Regions from separate parts of the Zea mays genome. Here regions 2 and 3 are each linked to region 1. A link is a contact called in public Hi-C data. All regions are on one chromosome and are shown on one strand. Each heading gives the region's core, a stretch centred on a gene start, on an enhancer-like site or on the middle of the called end of the contact. The rest is flanking DNA. Distances are from core to core; before and after follow the strand shown. Region 1 holds the start of LOC100273644. Region 2 holds the start of LOC100216632. Region 3 holds the start of LOC100383597.

Region 1 (2,700 bases), core at 148-2,647:
AACACCACACCATCAAGCAGCCCCATCAATTGCACCAGTTCAGCAGCAGCTACCGTTGAGAGCCGAGAGACGAAGGCGAGGCGCAGACCTTTTGAAAGAACGTCGCTGACTGAGGCATTTTTATGTCGTGCGTGTGTGTACAGCGACGGCATTGCCTCCACGAGGGGCCCTGAGGGCAGCCAGCAGTCATACCAGAAAGCCGTAGTACGCCCATCACCAACCTCCACCGTGGTCAGCAACCGATAGTCTGGGAGGAGCCGACGAAGGGCCGCCCAATGCGAACCCGCTGTGGCATTGTCTGGTGCAGATAAAGGCCCACCAAACTCCACTTGTAGCCAACAGGACCATGCTGAATCTGGAGAGTTAGCATTCATAGTTAAAGCGATAAGGACATACCACACTCCATTTCAAAGAGCCATGGGAGTGTGGTTCTTCACCTCAGGAATTAGCAATTTGGCATGGCGCTCGATCTACCTTAAAATTTGAACTGTACTATGTACATCCGAAGGACTGATTGTATAATAGCACAGTAACCGAAAAGCTAGAGAAGACAGCATAAAAGGAAGCGATGAATTCAGAGACTTACCGACGAAGCAATTCGTCCATGCATCATGCATCCCATGTACCCTTGTCTTTCTGAACTTCTCTCTCTTTTATTTTTCTGACGCAGCCTATTTCTTTGCTATCACCACGAGATATCTTAATTTACATCATGAGATATCGTCAGATCACATAAGAAATAGTTCCATTCTTTCCTGTACACTCGCATATGCTTGCCACCTTCAGATCTAAGCTCCAGTTCGTCATTGTTAGGAACCAGACATTCATTCAGGTCTATCAAGTGCAAGTTGCAGATGATTTTATCAAATGAGTGGTGCTTAGGGGCCGTTTGGAAGAGCTCCAACAGCTTCTTTGAAGTGAATCACTCTCAACCAGTTAAAACATTTACAATACCAACTAATTTCGTGTGGAGATCAGAAAAGAATCTCTTCTTTATTTATATTAGGAACTAGAAGCTAAAAACATGCTTTACCGGTTTACCCTGCCTGTTATGTTCTGATAGGGATCAGTAAAAAGGAATCTCTTCGACCTGCTCTTTCCTAAAAATCCAATAGAATCACTCAACTGGAGAATCATTTCTTTATTTACACTGACAGCTGGGAGCTAAAAACATGCTTCACACTGCTTTTTATTATATTCTACTAAACTCGTTCTCGAATATTTGTTGTAGGCTAATTTATTTTTGAATTAAAACACGTCAAATAAAAAAGAACGGAGGACTAATTTATATTCTGACAGAGATTAGTACAGAACCAATTATCTCTCTAATAGAAACCCAGTAGAATCACTCAATCAGAGAATCAAATATCATCAATAATCACAGAGGAACGAAGCTCTTCGAAACGGGACTTTGCCCTCTTTCTTTGTGCTTCACATCGCACTCTGATCAAAGATACGGCCTGGTCCAAAAGAGTACACACTTCCTGCTGGCGCACCCATGATGAGGGCTGAGCTGAGGCCGGAGAGGCGGAGACCCATACTGTTCCGTGCTCAACCGATTACGGCCCATCAAACTACTTCCTTCCTCTGGTCCACCAGAAACGCACACGTCGCATACCAGACCAGACCTCACCTTCCCCACCCGGACGCCACCACCGCCTGCGCCCTGCTGGCTGCCGCGATGCTGCCGTACTCCGGTGACCACCAGCGCTCTCCGCCGCCGCAGCCACCGCCACGAGCGGCGTTCTCCTCCTCCCTCTCCCCATCCGCCGCGCCCTTCCCCGCCGCTGATCCGGTGGGCCCGGGCCCAGGCCCCGGCCGTGATCTGCCCACCGCCCCGTCCGTCTACACGGCGGGCGGGGACTGGGGCGCCCTGTCGTGGATGGAGCCTCCCGCGAGCTACATGGCCCCCGCCGCCACGCCGCCGGGTTATAAAGGTAACAACAACTAACAAAGCAACTCCTGTCTCGTGTCGGTATCTCAATCACCGACACTACTCACTAGTTCACGTGTGATCGGCCGGGGGGGGGGGGGGGGGGGGGGTTAGATGCGATGCCTTGGGACTTGGGAGCTGCATCTGCTGTTGCCTTTTGTTTCATGTGTTGTGTGCAATTCATGTGATCGTTAGGTGAGACGGACCAGGCACCAGCGTATACATCTGTATCAGAGTGGTTATGCTTTTCAAACTAGTTTGGGGTGGATAACTGAAACTTCACAGCTAGATCGATGGATTTTCACGGTTTCACCTTTACACACGTTGATGGATAACTGAAACTTGCCAGCTAGATTAATGGATTTTCATCTTTACACTGTTGGGATATATACTTCAGGGCGAGTCGAAGGCTGAAAACAATTTTAAATAAAGTGGAGAGCGGAGGTAAACAGAAGAAACAGATTTTCGCTGAGGGAGGGAACTTCTTTGGATTAAATGTGAGACTAGCAGACTGTGGCAGCGCTAGCTCATTGCTCCCTCTCTGCGCCGAATAAAATTTCACCAGAGCTGGCGATTTGAGAACTGTAGGGGACACCCTTATAAGCTTGCGGCTAGATTGGCCATTTCATTTATACTCCGTTTGGATGTAGGTATTGTAGCACAAAATTAGGAATTGGTATTAGCTTTCCAGAATTCTATTGTTTGGTTGCACATGGAATTGAGATTTAGAACCAGAGACTCAATTTCTTAGAATTGGACTATAGCTA
Region 2 (2,700 bases), core at 75-2,574, 300 kb after region 1:
CCGACGGAGCCCATCTTGACCATGGCGGCGGCGAAGTCGGCCTGGAAGGTGGCCGGGTCGTTGGCGTAGGTGACGACCTGCACGGCGGTGTTCTTGTCGCTGAGCAGCGCCTGGTCCGAGGACAGCAGGCCCCGGTTGGCCATGACGCCCTTGTAGAAGCCCTCGTCGAAGGCGTTGGGGGAGACGTAGTCCATGGGCACGAGCGGGTCGCCGCCCTGCGGGCACTGCCGCGCCAGCTGCGCCACGTACGCGGGGTCCATGGTCGGGTCCTGCCCGCCCGCCGTCGTGGCCGACCCCGACAGCCGGCCGCTGAAGGAGCTGCAGTGCGAGGAGCCGATGGTGTGCGCGCCCGACAGGATGACCATCTCCTTCTGCGTCAGGCCCTTGGTGCCGAAGATCTGCGTGAGCTGCGCGACGTTGGCCGTCGGCGGCGGCAGGTTGCTGGTGTCCGACGCGCGCGACACGGACCCGTCCCGCCGCCCCGCCGGCACCTGGTACGCGTTCCCGCCGGCCTATACGTACGGATGGATGGATGGATGGATTGGAGAGTAAGCAAATACTGTAAATAAAGTTGGGAGTTGGACCCATGCCCGGGCCCGGCAATGCATCGAGTTCTTTCAGGCAGCTGCACGCGGCATCATGTGCGTCAAAAAAGGTCGAACAGACACATATGCTTTTCAGTCTAGTCCAGTCCAGCATTGGATTCCAAATCCATGTAAACTAATCATGTCGGGTTAAAATCAAAAGGCAGGCGTCCACTGACACTAAAGCAGTGTGACTTACGAGTGCGACGCTGTCCCTGGCCGCGAACGCGAGTATGTCCGCGCAGGAGACGACGCCGAAGCAGGCCTGCTCGACGCGCGCCTTGATGCGATCGACGACCTCGAAGCCCCGCAGGCTGAGGTTGGGCCCGGCGTCCTTCTCCGCTGTGTTGCCCTTGGTGGAGTCGATGAGCACGGACGCGTCGCAGCCCTGCAGGTAGTGCAGAAACAAGCGGTCAGTCGTTCTTGGTTTGCGACCAGCCCTTTGAAGTGTGAGCAGCAGCTGCGAGCTTGCGACCGAGGGACTGACCCCAACGAAGCAGTCGTGGAAGTGGAGGCGGAGCAGGCCGGCGGCGAGGCCCGGGTTGGCCGCCACCGCCCTGCTCACCTCCTGCTGCACGATGATCTCCGCCGCTGGGCACGAGCTGTCGTAGAAGCCCACACGCAGCTGCGCGCGCAGCCCCGTCGCCATCAGCAGCACCGCCACCGCCGCCGCCTGCAAGTGCAGTACTGCCATCGCCACTCGTTCTCGCTCTCTCTTTCTTTACGGCACTAGCTAGCTTTTATACGCGCACCCAGGCAGACATCAATCAGTAGCTATATGCTTCTTGGTTAAGGAAGGCAAAGGCACTCGGGAGTCTAATCCCTATCTCTATATAACAAATGTGGGTTTAGGGCCAGACCAGCAGTGAGTGTGCCATATGCCAGGCATGTGCACAGGGGACACATAGGTTGGTAGAGTGCCTGCCAATTGGGGGCGGGCTAGCTTTCCAGCCATGATTGGGGCCTTGGGGGCGATGGAATGCGGAGAGATCCGCAGGGGGAAGGCTCAAGCAGGCTCCACTCGTATGGATACGCTATTTGCCATATTTTAATTCGAATACTAATATGAATATTATCAATACAAACCAAATAGTTTGAATTTGGATTCACATTTGGATACTTACATAATTTAGAACACAGCGTCATAACAAATACTGATTTATTTTATCTATGAAATATTTGATAAAAACATGCTACAAGTAAAATATGAGCCTAATACATTGATACTCATGAGCATATTCGTTACCCTAGGTAAAGCTTCACTAACCGGTAATTAGATTTTTAATAATGATCGAATACCGCTCAGTCATTGCCCAGTAATTACTGAATTACTGGTTGGATGAAGCTTGGAACAACATGTGTGTGTATACATGTTCTTTAGCAATATAAATGTATGTCATGATAATAAATATATGTCATACTTTGACAGAAAAAATGGTAAAATCTTCTAAAATTTTTATGTCATGCTTCTGTCAAGATATGTGTCCATGTCAAAATTTGATTTTTTTTTTGACAAAAATTACATATCCTTTTACAATTTCTATAAATAGATAAGTAGTAATTCATTTAATTGATATAAAATCGTAAATGTGTCAAGAAAATTAAATTTGTCATTCCAAAATGAATGGATACACTATATAAATGTGTGCACCAAAATTTAAATTTAAATAATGAATAAATTAATCTATATATTTTAAAGTGGAGAGTTGTAGTTAGATGTTTATGAAACTTAGTTTAGATGTGTTTCATTTGTCAATATATTGACACAAAAAAGTTGCAAAAAACTTATAATACTTTTATGTCATGCTTTTATCATCAAGATATGCCTCTATGTCAAATTTTATGGAATTTTTTTTACTACATTTACATATTCTTTTACAATTTATATAAATAGGTATCTAGTAAACCATTTAGTTGATATAAAATAGTGAATGTGCCAAAAAAAATTGAATTTGTCATTCCAAAATGCATGAATACCCGATATGAACGTGTGTGCAAAAATTTAAATAAAAATAATAAAGAAATTAATCTATATAGTGTAGATTTGTAGTTCAACATTTATAAAATTTAGTTAAAGATTATTGTTCAACATGAATACCTGTGGTAGTGGTACATG
Region 3 (2,700 bases), core at 21-2,520, 300 kb before region 1:
TTCGGCTGCCCATGCGGGAGCACTGTTGCAGCTGCAAAATACTATTGCAGCTGCAATTCCTAGAGACAAAATACTGTAGAAGCCGCAGTCGCAGTCGGATTAAAGCCGCAGCGAACAAGCCAGTTAATAGGCCAGGCACTAGGCACACGGCCCAACAAATTCAAAGACATTTAGTTTTTTAATCAGCCATTGACTGCTGACACTTTTCCCTTCCTAACTAACAATTGGTACTTATTTGCATCGGCTTTACCAACAGAACTGCTCTTGTTAAGTTGAACTGTAATGGACTGCTTGTATTTTTTTTGGCAGTTCAGCCAAGCTGATTGTGAGCTACAGCCAATGGCTTGTTGAGTTAAACTGTAGTGTTACATTCACCGCTTGTTATGTCAAACTGTAAGTTACGTTCAATGCTAAAAAAAATCAACTGAGACACAACAAGAAGGCAATATCTGGAATTGATCTCCACAGCCTGCCTTTGGGTTAAAACACACCTCTATAAAAGATCTCGTACGACAAATGTCTTTACAATGTGTGTTTAGTTTTACTATGAAGGATTGGGAAACATTACTTTTTTAAAGGGAGCCGAACATGATTGATTCTCACCTTTGAATGTAGAAATGAAAGACCTGTAGACTGGTACCAAAAACTAACACTGGCACATAGTCCCTATTCATATATAGAAAAAGAAATGTGAGATTACAGAGAACAATAAACAATCTTATGTTATAACTGAACACGGACGCAATTTTTCTTAACTAAAAGAACCCAAGCCTCTATTGTCTTTCTCCAAACCAATTGGTGAAAGTTGCAGCTCAATAATTAAATTTAATCCACCAGACAGCTAGGGCATCAGAGAAACATACTTGAAACCAAAAGGCAAATCTAAGAAAAAGTAACCTAGGGCGTTCTTGGGGGCAGTACGAGGAGGAAGGCGACGGGGTGGGGAGCGGTCCACCTGCACGCGGCCATGAAGGGGAGCTGGGAGGAGGGCAGCGCTAGCGGCTGCATCTCGAAGAAGAATAGGGCGGCGACGGCACATGGAGGAAGAAGGTGTGGCGGCGCCACCGACTGCAGCGTGGCCCAGCGTGCGACAGTGCCCGTGGGAGACGACGGCGTGCGGTTCTCGTTGGCGAAGGGCGTCGCCGCGGGAGGGAGAGAGCGCGGTGGGTGTCGGCGCGGCGAGGAAGAGGATGAGGTGGCGGTGCAGGTACGAAGAGGATGAGCGGGTGTGCTCGCATCGTCGAAGGGAGGGGATCGGAGGCGAGGAGGAGGACTGCGCAGCCGTGGCGAACGCGTCGACCGAGTTGGGAAAGGAAGACCGGACGCAACGCTGCAATTTGGTTGATTTGATGTATAATTTCGGGTCCGTGGTGTGCGGCCACGCGTTGGCTCGCGTGCGGCCGAGAGCGCGTGAAACGCGGGGAGAGACTGAAATTCGAGCGCCTTTTAACTAAAGGTAATATCTATTTTACAATGAACTGGGGTCCAGCCAGGACACTATGGCACAATTCTTATACTGTTCTTTCTATACAAATTTGGGCAAAGTGGAAACAGTAAGCCTATGAAGGTACCATTTAACTTTTGGAGTATTTTTGATGTTTTCAAGACTCACCAACATGGAATATAGAGTATTGTGTACTTTTATGGCTGCTCCACAATTTCTAGTGTTTGATCTCTAGGTAGGGGTGGTAATTGATCATTCAAATGTTTCTTCACAATTCGTTTGAGCCCTTAATTAATTTTAGTTAAAAAATGAATAGAAATAGAGCTCAATCCTAATATAATTTGATCCTTAAATTTTGTAGTGTAAAATTTAGAGTCCATTACCACCCCTATCTCTAGGTGAGAAGGACAGGTTTGACGTAGCGACGAGAAGACTTTCTACTGATCCAAAAGGTCCTAGAATCGACGCAGCCTCTATTTCTTGGGTAAGACTTGCCTCGATTATTTTTGGGGTGTTTGGTTCCACCTAACTAAACTTTAGTCCCTGTCATATTGAATGTTTGTATGATGATTACGAGTATTAAATATAGTCTAATCATAAAACTAATTACATAGATAAAGACTAAAAGATAGACAAATTTATTAAACCTAATCAAACTTATATACAATACTCGTAGTTGATATTCAAACATTTGATGTGACACGAACTAAACTTAAGTCAGAGGAACCATGGGAGCCATTAATACTGGGTTTAACTTTTTTTTTATCTCCAGATCAGGTTTACTCTCCTTGGCCTAATCCATTTTTCAGGATTTTGATGGAAGAAATTCATGTGAGCATATGCATGCACACATAAACCTGTGTTGTTTCGGCCTTTCAGGATACAGCATGGTGAGCAGGACCAGTTGGGCACATGCCCCATCGACTGCGGGTGCATCAGAGGAGGCGCCGCAGTTTTTACTCACTAAACTTCCCAGGCTTGCTCTCCTCAGTCCTCACTCCTCTCCTACAACTCCACTGTATCTGATACGTGGCAAGCAAGGATCGGGTTCGCTGGAGTCAGGACAAGCCGTCAGGATGGCGAGCCTGACAGAGCAGGTCAAGAAGGACGAGCTGCTGCGGACTGCAGTTGGATTTGGACTGCAGCTGTGCCAGCAAATATGCGGCGCTTCCATTTGCTTCAACGAACTCCAACCTGTAACAAAGAAGGCGCTGGCATATCTTTAGCATACGTGTAGGGTATTGCATGGCTTTGAT

Evidence for each region. Hi-C and Micro-C count contacts between places; a contact is called where the count stands out from the background.
Region 2: a Hi-C map of tassel shows a contact between it and region 1, with 3 times the contacts expected there. The contact joins the promoter of LOC100216632 here to the promoter of LOC100273644 in region 1. A contact is called at or near these places in 2 of 25 Hi-C or Micro-C datasets (ear and tassel).
Region 3: a Hi-C map of tassel shows a contact between it and region 1, with 3 times the contacts expected there. The contact joins the promoter of LOC100383597 here to the promoter of LOC100273644 in region 1. A contact is called at or near these places in 3 of 25 Hi-C or Micro-C datasets (ear, endosperm and tassel).

Annotation. Positions count from the first base shown.
Region 1 is chr1:84,648,777-84,651,476 of Zm-B73-REFERENCE-NAM-5.0, reverse strand. It overlaps LOC100273644, which reads left to right and starts at 1,397. Exons shown (of 5, transcript NM_001348665.1): 1 at 1,397-1,937. The coding sequence starts at 1,499.
Region 2 is chr1:84,349,078-84,351,777 of Zm-B73-REFERENCE-NAM-5.0, reverse strand. LOC100216632 reads right to left here and starts at 1,324. Exons shown (of 3, transcript NM_001310532.1): 1 at 1,072-1,324; 2 at 784-972; 3 at 1-512. The coding sequence starts at 1,278.
Region 3 is chr1:84,951,600-84,954,299 of Zm-B73-REFERENCE-NAM-5.0, reverse strand. LOC100383597 reads right to left here and starts at 1,270. Exons shown (of 7, transcript NM_001363842.1): 1 at 956-1,270; 2 at 604-666.